2 separate regions of the Mus musculus genome follow, and region 2 is linked to region 1. Evidence: chromatin contacts called from public promoter capture Hi-C data. All regions are on one chromosome and are shown on one strand. The core of a region is the stretch at or near the end of the contact, and the rest is flanking DNA. Distances in the headings are between cores, read along the strand shown. Region 1 holds the start of Fastk (Fas-activated serine/threonine kinase). Region 2 holds the start of Agbl5 (ATP/GTP binding protein-like 5).

Evidence for each region. Promoter capture Hi-C pulls out the DNA fragments that hold promoters and counts their contacts.
Region 2: a contact with region 1 is called in a promoter capture Hi-C map of liver, with 3 times the contacts expected there. The contact joins the promoter of Agbl5 here to the promoter of Fastk in region 1. A contact is called at or near these places in 3 of 39 promoter capture datasets (cranial neural crest, frontonasal cranial neural crest and liver).

Annotation. Positions count from the first base shown.
Region 1 is chr5:24,441,705-24,448,295 of GRCm38.p6, forward strand. Fastk (Fas-activated serine/threonine kinase) reads right to left here and starts at 3,531. Exons shown (of 10, transcript NM_023229.2): 1 at 3,362-3,531; 2 at 2,191-2,601; 3 at 1,573-1,752; 4 at 1,300-1,439; 5 at 478-691; 6 at 220-379; 7 at 28-119. The coding sequence starts at 3,443. It overlaps Tmub1 (transmembrane and ubiquitin-like domain containing 1), which reads right to left and starts at 6,142. Exons shown (of 3, transcript NM_022418.3): 1 at 6,053-6,142; 2 at 4,830-5,248; 3 at 3,759-4,569. The coding sequence starts at 5,215. The coding sequence ends at 4,218.
Region 2 is chr5:30,887,227-30,894,102 of GRCm38.p6, forward strand. Agbl5 (ATP/GTP binding protein-like 5) reads left to right here and starts at 1,708. Exons shown (of 16, transcript NM_001374737.1): 1 at 1,708-2,298; 2 at 2,894-3,154; 3 at 3,373-3,544; 4 at 3,834-3,997; 5 at 4,587-4,764; 6 at 5,212-5,390; 7 at 5,779-6,235; 8 at 6,675-6,844. The coding sequence starts at 2,940. It overlaps Gm35795 (a long non-coding RNA gene), which reads right to left and starts at 1,729. Exons shown (of 2, transcript XR_376844.2): 1 at 1,621-1,729; 2 at 1-768. n-TYgta9 (a tRNA gene) reads left to right here and starts at 857; the gene lies at 857-945. It overlaps n-TAagc15 (a tRNA gene), which reads left to right and starts at 1,289; the gene lies at 1,289-1,361.

The DNA.
Region 1 (6,591 bases), core at 2,281-4,780:
GACCACCCGTTCCCATCCACACCTCACCTGTGCAGTAGCCCGGAGGTACAGTCAGATTCTGACGGTAGTTTTCTTCCCCTAATAGCTGGCGCAGCCCCTCAGCGACCATGTCCTTGTGACTAAAAGGAAAGCACAGTGGTAGAGGAAAGTATCTTCTGTTAGGAACCATTGGCTCTGGCTCTCCTGCTCTGCTCCTGGGCTGCCCCTCCCCTAGCCCACCTGTATTTGCAGCGGGCACGGTCAGTGATGAGGGGCTGTGGGAAGATGGGCACTCGCTGCCTCTGGGGAAGGCGGGGGCCTTGGTATCCTGGGAGTTCAAGCTCCACAGCCGTATCGAGTAGAGAGAGGTAGCGTCGCACAATCAGAGAAGGAGGGGTGCCTGTGGGGAAGCAGGGACTGGGGGACACTGGGCGGCTGACACCTGGGCATGCCCCCGCCCTACAGCTCTTGGCCCCACCAGCCATTTCGTGTGCATACCATTGATGTGGTTGATAAAACTGGGAGAAAAGACAAACTGCAGGGCTCTGAAGGGCAGGCACTGCAGCTGGCACAGCGACATCAAAATGTTGACTGTGGCCAAGGGTGCCACCCCTGCTTCCCGAGCCAGGATCCTCTCAAGGCAGGGCATAAATTGCTGCTCCAGGGGCATGTAGTTCAACCTCCCAAAGGGCAGGACCAACTTCTGTACCACCTGCAGAAAAAGGCAACATTATCCAGCAGGAAACTCCGCTCTGTGTCTTTCTTACTTTCTCCCATTTGAGACAGGGTCTTTCTATGTCTCTAAAGCTAACCTGGAACTTGCTATGCAGACCAGGCTGGCCTCGAACCCAGAGTCTCCTGCTACTGCCGCTGTGCCAGGATTAAAGGCACATGCCACTATGCCAAGCTCTCTGGCATGTTTGATAGGTACAACCTCAGGGAGGCCTGGTTGAGTCAGTAATTGCTTTCAAGGCAGAATGCCCTCCGTATCAGCACATGCCCCAAGTTCTGCAGCTTAAGCAGTGTCTTGAGCTACATATCATAGTAGGAACATAACTGTGGGGTATGGCTCACAGGACTAGAGCAGAACTAAGCAGCTATGCAGGAGCGTTGGAAAGTTTCAAGGCCTTAGACATACTACTCTACTGATTATGGGAGTTGGAAAACCAGTGAGCAAGAGACAGATGTCCTGGGGTAAGGAACACAGCCTAGCTGGAATGCTTGCTCCAGGAGAAGCCAAACAAGCTGGATAGGGGCTGGGCCTGACCAAGTTGCTAAGGACAACTCAGAGAAACGTGGAAGGGTGGGGGGCCAGCCCACCTTGCTGTTGAGCTGGGCTTCCTGAACCACCAGGAAATGAGCAATGGCTTCCAGAAGTTGGGGTTCCCGCAAGCGGTGCCGGGCCAGGTGTTGGGCCAGAAGCACCATTACGTGAGGAGTCAGTTCTTCTGGCCTTGCCTCTGTGAAGAACAGCCTGTCATACAGTGTCTTCAAGGAAGACTCCTGTGGGCTAGATTGCACTCTAGCCCAGGTGGTTCATCCCAGTGGCTTCATCTCATCCCTTGCCTCCCTTCTGCCTTTAACCCTTGGCACCTGCCAGGCTTCTGATCAGATGCTGACGAGGGTACTGCAGGAAACGGGGGCAGCTCAGGGCCACTTCCAACCTTTGACCACCATAGATGGCAGGCCGATGTGGGGAGGGTGGCTTTGGAGGGAGACGGGACCTGCGCTCCTGCTCGAGGGCACACAGGAGTGGTCCATCTGATGGAAAGCCTGAGAGAGGGATGAAGACCATCCTGGTAAGAGAGCTGGGGTGTGCCATCTTGCCAAGTGGAGTGAATGAGTCCCCAAATTCCTTGTCATCGTTTCTTGAATGGGAAAATACTTGTTTCAGTGGAGTGATTTGGTATCATGTGAGCATGATGTATCAACAGTGTGTGGGGAAAGCCTTATACAAAAGTCACCTTGTGCCGAGTATAACAGACTATACGTCTGTGGCTCCCTAGAGCACTGTATTAGGAAGAACCTAGTACCCGGCAGTTAGAAAGATGCTGCTTGACTTGGACATCCACCATGGATACAGAGAGCAATCAGCAAATGTGCTTGGGGAGGTGAATGGGAACATGAGTTTTATCAATGGCTTGGGTCCTCTACTGCTCTCTCTTCCTCTATTCTTCCCGAAACACCCACACCTTCCAATACCCTCCTCACCAAGTAACACTGCAAGGTGGAGACACACATGGATGGTGTGAACGTCAAAGGAGGGGCAGTTTCGGATGATGAGCTGACTCAAGTCCTGCAGTGTGGCCTGCTCCACAGGAGAGGGCCTAGGCTGAGACACCAAGAGCTGGCCCAGACGCCGGAGTGCCACAGGGTAGTGATGAGCTCGCACCTTGGTGGGGTTCTGGCTCAGCCATCGCAGTAGCTCCCCAGGGCTCCGTGCCTGTTCCAGAAGCCGTTGAAGGCCTTGCACAGGGCCTCCTCCAAAAGGCCGGTCCCCGGACTTGCTGGGTCCCAAACAACAGGGCTGTACTGGTGGGATGAGCAGCAAACCAGACAGCCGAGCAGGGGAAGTCTGGGCAGAGAGCAGGATTCGAAGCATGGAGCTGGGTGGTGGAGACCCTGAGGGGGTGGCCCAGAAAACCAGGTGAGGTTTCCTCCAAGGGGAAAAATATGCTATCTAGTCCTTACCTGACTCCCCATCCAAAGGGCCTGAAGTTTAAAAAAAAAAAAAATCCCGTGTGATTGCCCTGGTATTCTTACCCAGTCTGCCCCTCTTCTCCCATTCCTTGACACAGAAACCCTAATTCTTTAAGTGTGCTCAGTGCAATTCTATTCACATTTCACATGCATATCGCCTTCGATGCTCCGTGCAAGCTGATGAGGAGTCTCAGGGCTGTTACCTCATTTCTCAGGCGGAGAAACAGGCCCAGAGCGGCGGAGAGGTTAAGCCTGAGGTCATTCACAGGGCTAGTGGTCGCACCCAGCCTGGGAGCCCCGGTGGTCCGGGCGATGAGCCCTGAAGACCACCTCCCCGTCCCGCAGGAGGCGGCGGCGGCGGGGTGGGTGGAACGCAGGCTCAGTAGCGGGCCGGTGCTGGGTCCCATGCTGGGCGCTCCCACTTACCAGCTGCGTGACCTTGAACTAATGTCTTCGCCTCTCTGCCTAAGCCTCCTCACTAGTGAAATGAGAACACAGCGCAAGCTCGCGGGGCGCGCGCCGAGCCCGAGTGAGCTATCTGCCAAGGCGCGGAGCTGATGCTGTCCGCGGGAGGGGCCCCCACACCCTGTCCCGGCCCCAAGAGGCGAGCAGCCCGTGGTCACCACCACTAACACCAGCTCCCGCCGCCCTCCCGAGGTCCGCCCCTCAGGCGCCACCCTACATGACTCCCCGGGCCCCGCGTAGGTCACTCTCTCAGCTGGTCTTGGGGCCCGGGAGCCGGGCTCCCCCCGCGGCCTCCTCATCAGCGGGCCACCGAGTCCGCCATCTTCCCAGCAGCCCCCGGATCGCCCCCAGACGCCAATCGCAGTCCAGCGCCAGGGCGGCGGAGACGTGGCTCCCAGCAGGCGCTGCGAGCAGAGGAGCCGCGAGCCCCGCCCTCCGCTTCCGGGAAATGCGCACGTCGCGGGGGCGGGGCCACAGAGCTTGCGCTGAAAGGTGCCGGGAGTGGCGGTCCTCTGTCCAGCCCTGGGGTAGCTTGAGCACTCAGGACCTAGGGCAGGTTCCATTCTCGTAGAACAAGGGCTCCCCACCCTCAAGCAACACACAGACACACTGGGTAGGAAAACGTCACAGTTTCTTTAATCTGCACAAATTCCAGAAAACAACTCTGCCCCTCTCGATTCCCCTTCACCAGTCTCCCAGTCCACCAGTTTCCAATTCAGCCTAGGCAGCTCTTTGAAACTAGAAGTATCTAGATCCTCTGTCAGCACACTAAGATGGGCCCATTGGGGTGCCCTGGCGGCCAAGGCAGCGACAGCAAGTGCCTGATCCAGAAGAGCCCACTGCCAGCGAAGGCTGAGGTCCAGCAGCCCCAGGAGATGGCCTAGAGCTATGAAGATCACACGGAGCGGCCTCCGCTAACACCCGAAGTCCTCTGCGGCGCAAAGCTGGGCTCCAGGGTAGTGGGAAAAGACAGGCAGCGGGTGAAGTGGGCCTGGGCAGACAGCAGCTCCCTTTGCGCCTTGGGGAATGAGGTCCAGAGGGGCTGGCTACACTGCCAAAAGCCCGTGGAGGCACTACGGCCGATACATGGCAAAGGCCAGGAGACTGAGGAGCAGGGTGAAGCCGGCCAGACCCAGGGTAGCGGTCAGGGGAAAGAAGGGCCGGTACTGGATCTGGCAGTACCAGAGCAGGAGCAGCAGCAGAAGCAGCAGGGGCAACAGAAGGCTGCCGATTTCCAGCCCGGAGGGGCCGGGCTCTGACCCCGGTGGGCAGGGAGGATGTGGGGGACCGACTCTCGTGGACACGTGGCAGTGGAGAACGCAGTTGGGGGGCAGGTGGAGACTGCCTAGTGTCTGAGTGTCGTCTCCTAGCAGTTGACCTTGGTAGATGAGCCGAACCTGCTGTTCCTGGCCTGGAAACTGGGTCCTGAGGAGAGAGGGACCTGGGTAAGAGAGCAGGCCTCAGGCAGTCCTGGCCCATTGTTCAGAGGACCAATCCCAATTTTCACCACCCCTACACCTGACCACCCAGATCCTGGCCTCTGGGGGACAGATTAACAGGAATGGTGTATAATGTGAGGAGACAGATTTTTCAAACAGAAAATAAGGGAGAGCTTCATAGGGTGACCCTTCTATAGACACCCACCCCATTTTTAGCATTTTGTTCTTACCCTCTTCCCAGCTTACCTTTTTAAGGAGCCAATGGTGTCCTGAGGCCAGGCCCTGGCTACCTGCTCAGAGTCATTGAGAAATTTCAACCGTAGAAGTAGGGGTTCCTGCGGAGAGTCTGGAGGTGTTGATGCTGTGACCCCTGTGTCAGGCTCTGGCTGTGCAGATGGACCTCTGTGTCTCAGGCTGGGACTCTCAGCCCCTGGGGCCTCCTCTCTGATGCTGTCAGAGGCTGACATGGCTTCACTGGGCTGTGCTGGTGTTGTGGTCCCCGGCGGCTGTGGTTGGGGGTCTGTACTCTCAGTGGTATGTGTTGAGACCCAGGCGAGGGCCAGCACCAGAAGGCAAGCAAGCACCGCAAAAAGGACAGTCACCTCATCGCCTACGCCTTCAATCAAGGCCATGGCACCCGTGCTGCTGCCAGAGGTGCTAAGGAGCTAGAGAGGTGCAAAGAACTGGTGAGGGGCTACTTCCTGGTCAGAAGTCATTCCAACTTCAACTGTCCTAGTTATTGTGTGTGCTTGCGCACCCAGGATGCAGCATCCTGTAGTCCCAAACTTGGCTTTTGGGTAACGTCCCTTCCCATCACCAGATTCCAAGTGCTAGCTTTGCTATCTGAGTTCTAGATCTTCATTCAGCACCCGATTCACCGAAACCTTACGTTCAAGAAAGGGCCTTGCTTTTCTAAGCAACCCTCTCCTTAAATGTAACCTTCATCAAACTTTACCCAGAAGCTTACCTATTCTTTGGTTCACTTCATCCCAAAGTTCACTCCTTCACCTATTTATAGCAAAGCTCATCTGATGCCCTGTCGCTTAAGTTTCTCTGATAAAAGTGTCTCTCTAGCCCCCTGCCCTCCCCCTTACCATTTACCCAAACCCCACCCACAACAAAGACCACTTCCCAAAGCTTCCTAGACAACCCCAAATGTCAAACTCCACCCTTGGCCAATCTGGAGTCTTGGGAGTTGTCTACTCAGCTCGGCACCTTCTCGGGTCCACCCAAAGCCCACCCCGCAGCAGTCTCCCAGCGCCTCCTGGGCTCCAAACCCAGAGGTCTCCAGACCCTTGATCCCTCGGGGAGAACCTAGACCTAGCCCTCCCCACGACTACTCCATCACTCCTCCCATCTGCCCGCCCCCCAGAGCTACTGGAGGGCACCAGCTATCTCGGGGCGGGGCAAGCAGGTCCCAGCTGTGGCCTGGGGCGACCCGGTGGGCGCGGCCACGCACAGCGACTCACCGCCCAGCTCCACCAGCTCCATCTCGGCTCCTCGGGCACTTCCGGGCCGAAGGCACCGAGGTCGCAGACACCTGAGGTCCCTCTCCTTCCCTGCTGCCGCGGCCCGGGAGCATTGTGGGGATTGTAGTTCGCCCTGTTTAGTTCCCGCCCTCCTCCCTGTGAACCCACGTGCCGGGCTGGACCAGATGTTGCCGGTACCCTTGGATCGTCGATGGGCCCACGGGAAGGACCCTGGGGTTTCTGCTTGTCCACAGAGATTTGGTCAGCAGCAAGAAACTCTATCTCCGCTGCCAGCTGCTGGAGCATCTGTCACTCCTGACACCAACGTCATCCTGCAGCATGTCAGAGCACCCGCGTTGGTGATGCAGTGATGAAGGCTCTGGGAAGCGCAGGTGGCCACTACCCAGCCAAGCCTGTGTCATTGTGGACGCCAAAAAGCAGCTTGGTTTTCTAAATTGACTCTGTTGCTGAGAAGGTGTAGGTTGTCTGCCCCACTTGCTAGGGAGAGTGCCTGACGCCAGCTGTCTCCTGGCCTCTGC
Region 2 (6,876 bases), core at 458-2,957, 6.4 Mb after region 1:
TTTTGGTCACGGTAGCAACACGCTCCCCCCCGCCCCCCCCATCAGAATGAAATCTAAGTAAGATTTCAAACCACCTCTCTACCTAGCTGGGTGTTTCAGAACTGCGACTGGGGGAGGGTTCCTGGACCCAACCACTCCGCCAGTCAGAGCAGACTGCACAGAGGACCTGGGCGTTGAGTTTGTTCCTTTGTTTAAAAAAATGGGTGAGCTTTCTGTGAGCCAATAGAGGGCTGGCCCTGTGAGGAAGAGCAACAAATACGTGAGCCAGATAAGGGGTCAACCCATCACGGCAGAGAAGACACTTGGTTGGCAGTGAAGCCCAGGTGGGGCGGAAACCTTTCCCAGACCTCGACCATAAAAGCGAGGTTATAAGCGACTAGGGCAGGACCTGGGACTGCACCCAGCCAGTGGGCTCGGAGAGTAGGAGTCCGGGCCGCCGCTGCATCCCAGCGTCCAGGGCATAGGGGTCCCTCGCTCCCGTGGCTCGGTCTTCCCTTCTGGCCTGGGTCTCGGTGAATGGACCCCGACACTTCAGCTGACGGAGCGAATGTCTTTCGCATCATCAGAACAACATGCTTTATATACTTTCATCACGCCGAAAACCAAAGGAAACCTGGAGCAGAAGCAGCATTCGTAGTCCCAAACACCGAAACTAATGTCTGCTTAGCGAGAGGAAGGCCGCCCCAGCTTTAGCCTCAATCCGGCTCACGGCGAGCTCCTGCCGCAGGGTGCGAGCCTGCAAGCCCGCCTTTCTTCTGGCCCGGGATCCTTTAGTTTACGCAGAAACACATTAGGGAAAAAAAAAAAATCTTGGTAAGCATTAGAGGGAAAACTGCAGCAGCCCGACGCAGCGGGGCCTTCGATAGCTCAGTTGGTAGAGCGGAGGACTGTAGTCAGTACAATATGGTAATCCTTAGGTCGCTGGTTCGATTCCGGCTCGAAGGACTTCGTGCACTACTTTTAGTTTACCTACACCCTAGGTCAATTGCTCCGTGGGGGAAACGCTTACTTGAGGATAGGCAGTGTATTTTCCTGGCTACGTTGAAAACCCCTTGAGTACATATAGCAGTTAAGTAGTCGAAGTACAACGTACCTTGTTCGCATATTAGGTGTTAAAGCTATAGTGACATGTACTTCAAGAAAAGTCCTTATTGCTTATGTATGTATTACATGGCTCTGTTTCAAAATCTTGCTGAGGGCTCCATCCTACTTTATATTGTGAACTACATTAGAAAACTGAGTCTCAGGAAACCTTGTAAAGGTTACAGGAAGGTACAGCACTACAGCTGGGGGATTAGCTCAAATGGTAGAGCGCTCGCTTAGCATGCGAGAGGTAGCGGGATCGATGCCCGCATCCTCCACTTCCTTTTACACACCATCAGGCTCATGATCTGTTGTGTCCACGTTTCGTTACACAGTAGAGCTAGGAGCACGGTAAACAAAGATCGGCTTCACATGCTATTTTCTTATTCACAGGTAAGTCTTTTCCTGTTTCCTGCTCACTGCTCTGTCTTTCCCGCCTCGGGGAGGCGGGCCGTTAACCGCCTACAGAGAAGACGCCTAGTGAGCCGCACACGGCGGTGGCCCGCGGAAGCCCCCAAACGGCCCCCTCACAGGTACCTGCCAACGTGCACGGAACCCTGCGTGGCGACCAATGGCAGTGCGCTTTACTGGGCGGGTAGCCAGCTGCAGCTGCGGCCAATAGGCAAGAGACTTCTTGTTTCCTGGCAGAGTGGGGTCCCGGCACCGCGGCTCTCTGGTTTTGTGTGGGTCCCGGGTGGAGGGCCCGGGTGCCGGGGCCCGAGGTGCCGCCTCGCTAGCGGGAGAGGGAGCGGGAGCAGCGGCCCGGAGAGAGGTGAGGGGCTTCGCGTGGACTGCGGCCCCGCCGGCAGGCCCCGCCCCCTTCTCAGCCCGCTCTGCCGGAGCCCCCGTCGAATGCCACCCCGCCCCCCGGCCTGCCGCGGCCGGCCCGCCGACCCCGCCTTTGGTTGACTCCCTCTGCTCCTGTGGCCTCACCTCTGACCCCTAGGACCCGCCTTCCTGTCCGCCAGTGTACCTGTCTCGACCCCTCCCACGCTTCCAAACCCCACCCTGCCCTGGACAAGCCAGGCAGCGCGAGGGTCCTCGCGAATCGAGGAGCTGCCTGCTGCTTCCAAGCGGGACTCTACTGGCCCAGCCTTCCTAGGGGTGCTTAGGACGCCCGTTACCCACACCTTCGAGGGTAGCTTTTGCACGGGCTCGTGTCTACAGGGCGGGAGGATGGAAACAGACCCTAATTGGAACTGAGGTTCAGGGCAGGTGAGCAAGTGGCTTTGGCCGGGCATAGGCTACGTTTTCATAATAGGCGTAGTAGAGGAAGGGGGTGGTAGCAACGCTCTTCAAGGTCTCCGAGAAACGAGTATAATTACAGTCGGTGCTTGTGAAGACAAAAGAGGTAAAGAAAGGAAGCTACCATTTACACTTAGAAACTTGGTTCTTCTTGCTCCGGGCTGTCCAGTACAAAGCCAATATAGGAAATTTTAATATGGCCTCTCCCTCATAGAGTCAGTGGCAACCACCCGACCTCGAGTCTCTGCCTCTTAGGTTGTTAAAAAGCTTGAGAATCTAGCGTTTTCCAACTCAACTAAGGAAGCTAGTGAGCATTCGATTGGGGAACGGTGGTGATGTAGTAAAATAGGGTGTTTTTAGGTCGCTCATACTCCTTGGGTGTCCAGGGACAGAGTTGTGCTTTCTCTTGATCTTACTGAAAGGCTACTTCCAGGTTTTCTATGAATAAGAGCGTTTTGCTTCATAGAGTAGAAAAGACATTTCTCATTTATCCAGACATACCAAACACATTGTTTCATTTTCTGCCCTTCCTCCCTATCCCAACTTTGATTTTTTTTCCCCCCAGCTCTCAGGGCCTGTGTGGGGCAAGAGGATGCTTTCCCAGCCCCACCATGGAGCTGCGCTGTGGGGGATTGCTGTTCAGTTCTCGCTTTGATTCAGGGAACCTAGCCCATGTGGAAAAGGTGGAGACTGTGTCTAGTGATGGGGAAGGCGTAGGAGGGGTGGCAACAGCCCCCGCTAGTGGGTCTGCTGCTTCCCCTGACTACGAGTTCAACGTGTGGACCCGGCCTGACTGTGCTGAAACGGAATATGAAAATGGCAACAGGTATGAGGACTGCAGGGGGTGGGAAGGCCGAGTGCTTGGATGCATCCTATAGTCAGGCATTGACTTTGAGCACCAGCACAGTATCTCTTGTAAACCCTCCCCCCTTCCCTCCTTACCAGATAGCCCTTTGCTGTTTGGACTTGATTTGATTCAGCTTTCCCCACATCCTCTCCCTGGCCCTCCCACAGCCAACAGCTGGTCTCTCTTTTGGCTCTCAGGTCATGGTTCTACTTCAGTGTCCGGGGAGGGACTCCAGGAAAGCTTATCAAGATCAACATTATGAACATGAACAAGCAAAGCAAACTGTATTCCCAGGGCATGGCCCCCTTTGTGCGCACACTGCCTTCCCGGCCACGCTGGGAACGCATTAGAGAGCGGCCCACCTTTGAGGTAAGTTCTCCAGTAGGAGGGAAGACTGGGTGTTGGTAGAGGAAACACATTTTTGAGAGAGAGGACCAGGCAGCTTTTAGTATCTTCTTTCTTCCACCCCTAGCTGGGGTCCAAGCTGAGCCCCTGCTTCAGCAAGCCTGAAGAAGCTGGTTCTCATGTGGAGAGTGTCAGAGGGAGGGAGTTGGTAAAGGTGAGAGAGGCATGAGGTCAGTTCCCAGCATCCCCACAGGAGGAGCTCAGTGCTGACACAGATGACATGTTTGCCCCCTCTTCCTCCTCTGCTCCCCAGATGACAGAGACACAGTTTGTGCTATCCTTTGTTCACCGTTTCGTAGAGGGCCGGGGAGCCACCACCTTCTTCGCCTTCTGCTACCCCTTCTCCTACAGTGACTGCCAGGATCTGCTGAGCCAGCTAGACCAGCGCTTTTCAGAGAATTACTCTACCCATAGCAGGTGCTAACCCCATTCTTCCCCCTACTATACTGTGGATTCTGTAGTACCTCTGCTGCTCCCAGCATTTGTTCTAAGAGCTCTTAGCCAAAACGTCACCAGTCTTGTCCACGTGTAGACAAAGGTGTTCCTTTGCCACCATAATCACCTGCCCAACGCATGCTCCTCCAGTTCTCTTGAGCTATCCTGAGTATAGCCAGCACTGTGGCTGCTCAGCATGTCTTCTTCATCTTCCTCTACGGAGGGCAACTCTCTATGTACACAGATTAATCTATCCTGATGTACCACAAATTAGGAAAGCAAACAAAAAACTTACTCTTAAATAATAGAGCTGGAGGAGTGACAGCAAGACAGCTCAGTGCATACAGAAGGGAGCTTGCTGCCAACCTGATGATAGGAAAAGCTTCAGTCCTGTGTCTGCACCTAGCAGTGCGAGCCCACACATACCCTTAGCCTCACCAGTTCAAGCGACTATGAGGACCCAAAAGTCATGGTGAGGGACCAGATAATTTAAGTCCTGAGCTGGCAATGCTGCCTGCATGCCTGGTGCTAGGACTTTAGGGACTTCTAACTATTGATTTTATCCCTGTAGTCCTCTGGATAGTATTTATTACCACCGAGAGCTTCTCTGCTATTCTCTGGATGGACTTCGTGTAGATCTACTAACAATCACTTCCTGCCATGGGCTTCGAGATGATCGGGAGCCCCGACTAGAGCAGCTATTTCCTGATCTCGGCACTCCCCGACCATTCCGTTTCACAGGCAAAAGGGTAAGTAAGTGGGAAGAACATGAAAGCCGTATTCTTGGGTGGAAGAGAGGGCTCAGTTTTAAGAATACTTAATACTCTGTTACAAAGGATCCTTGTTTGGTTCCCAGCACCCACACTGTGCCGTGGCCTGTAACTCCTGCTCCAGGGGATAGAATGACTTCTTGTGGCTTCCACAGGCCCCCACATATATCAGTTGACATACACAGAAGTAAAACAGTAATCTAACCTCATCCTATCTCCGGCCACTGTGGATAGCTTACAGCTGTTACCTCTACACATTCTGGACCCGGTTTATCTTGTACCCCAGGGTAGAGGATTAACAATCCTGTACCTCTGGTAAACAGCCATCTAGAAAAGGCTCTTTCTGCCTCAACTACTCTTGCCCACCCTTGTCAGGGTGGAAGTATAGCGCCACTGACCTCCTGTCTGCTTCCTTCTCCACCTCAGATATTCTTCTTAAGCAGTAGGGTACACCCTGGAGAGACTCCATCTAGCTTTGTGTTCAATGGCTTTCTGGACTTCATCCTTCGACCTGATGATCCCCGGGCACAAACTCTCCGTCGACTCTTTGTTTTTAAGTTGATTCCCATGTTAAACCCTGATGGTGTGGTCCGGGGCCACTACCGGTAAGTAGCCAAAACAGCCTTTCTGCCTTTTCTCCAGTCTCATGTCTCACTTGGCTGTGCAGGTCAGCCAGCCTTCTGACTGGTTTGTATTTCCAGGCCTCTTGTACCCTAACCAGGGCAAGCCCCTCTAATCTTCCACTGAGCTGAGAGGGGTGTAATCATGTGAACACATCCTGGGTGGGAGCAAATGTCGGTGAAGACTAGCTGGGTGGAGGGAACTGTCCGTGGACTATGGTGGCATGACCGCACATGAAGGAAGGCTCTGTCCTTCTTTCCAGCATGACTTAAGCCTTTCACTTTACAAGTCTTCAGTGTCCTTGTCACCTACCCTAATGTCTCCTTTGGTGGCCCAGACATCTAGAGCCTGTTGAGTCCTGTCTTCCTACAGCACGGACTCCCGTGGAGTGAATCTGAACCGTCAGTACTTGAAGCCTGATGCCGTCCTGCACCCGGCCATCTATGGCGCCAAAGCTGTGCTGCTTTATCATCACGTGCACTCGAGGCTCAACGCCAAGAGTCCCACGAACCAGCAACCCACTCTCCATCTCCCTCCGGAAGCCCCTCTCTCTGACCTCGAGAAAGCCAATAATCTCCACAATGAAGCTCACCTCGGGCAGTCACCTGATGGGGAAAACCCTGCGACTTGGCCTGAGACAGAGCCAGCAGAAGAGAAGACTGACCCTGTGTGGCTTATGCCACAGCCAATTCCTGAACTCGAGGAGCCAGCCCCTGACACCATCCCCCCAAAAGAGAGTGGTGTTGCTTACTATGTAGACTTGCACGGACATGCTTCCAAAAGGGGCTGCTTCATGTATGGCAACAGCTTTAGTGACGAGAGCACCCAGGTAGGACTCTGAATCCTGTGGCAGTCAGTCCTGCAGGTTAGGAGATGAGGGGTAGTTACAAACCAGGGCAGGGGAGCCTTCTAGAGGAGCAGGAAGACCTGTGCACACCACCTCAGCACAAGCTTCAAAGGATGGAGAGAAGGCACTAGGGCCAGAGAGCTTAGCCATTGCATCATGGTGTCTGAGTGAAGAACAAGCCCAGCACCCCCGTCTTCCATAGAGCTGAGAACCAGAGAAGGAAAATTTGGAGGGGAATCTGAGCTTAAAAGAAACAGTGCTAAACAGTGACGCGTGAAGAAAACGTGGTTACTCCTGATGGTTGTGATGTTGTATGCGGGTGACATATGCGGCAGAGTAACACGACTGTGCCTTATTTTTCTTGTCCTTGTCCCTTCTTTCTCTGTCATTTTCTGAGTTCCCCTTTTTTCTCCACACACAGGTGGAAAACATGCTATATCCAAAGCTCATCTCCTTGAATTCAGCCCACTTTGACTTCCAGGGCTGCAATTTCTCAGAGAAGAACATGTATGCCCGAGACCGTAGAGATGGCCAGTCCAAAGAGGGAAGCGGCCGTGTCGCAATCTACAAAGCCTCAGGGATAATCCACAGGTTGGGAGGAAACTGGCATAGTCGAGAAATAA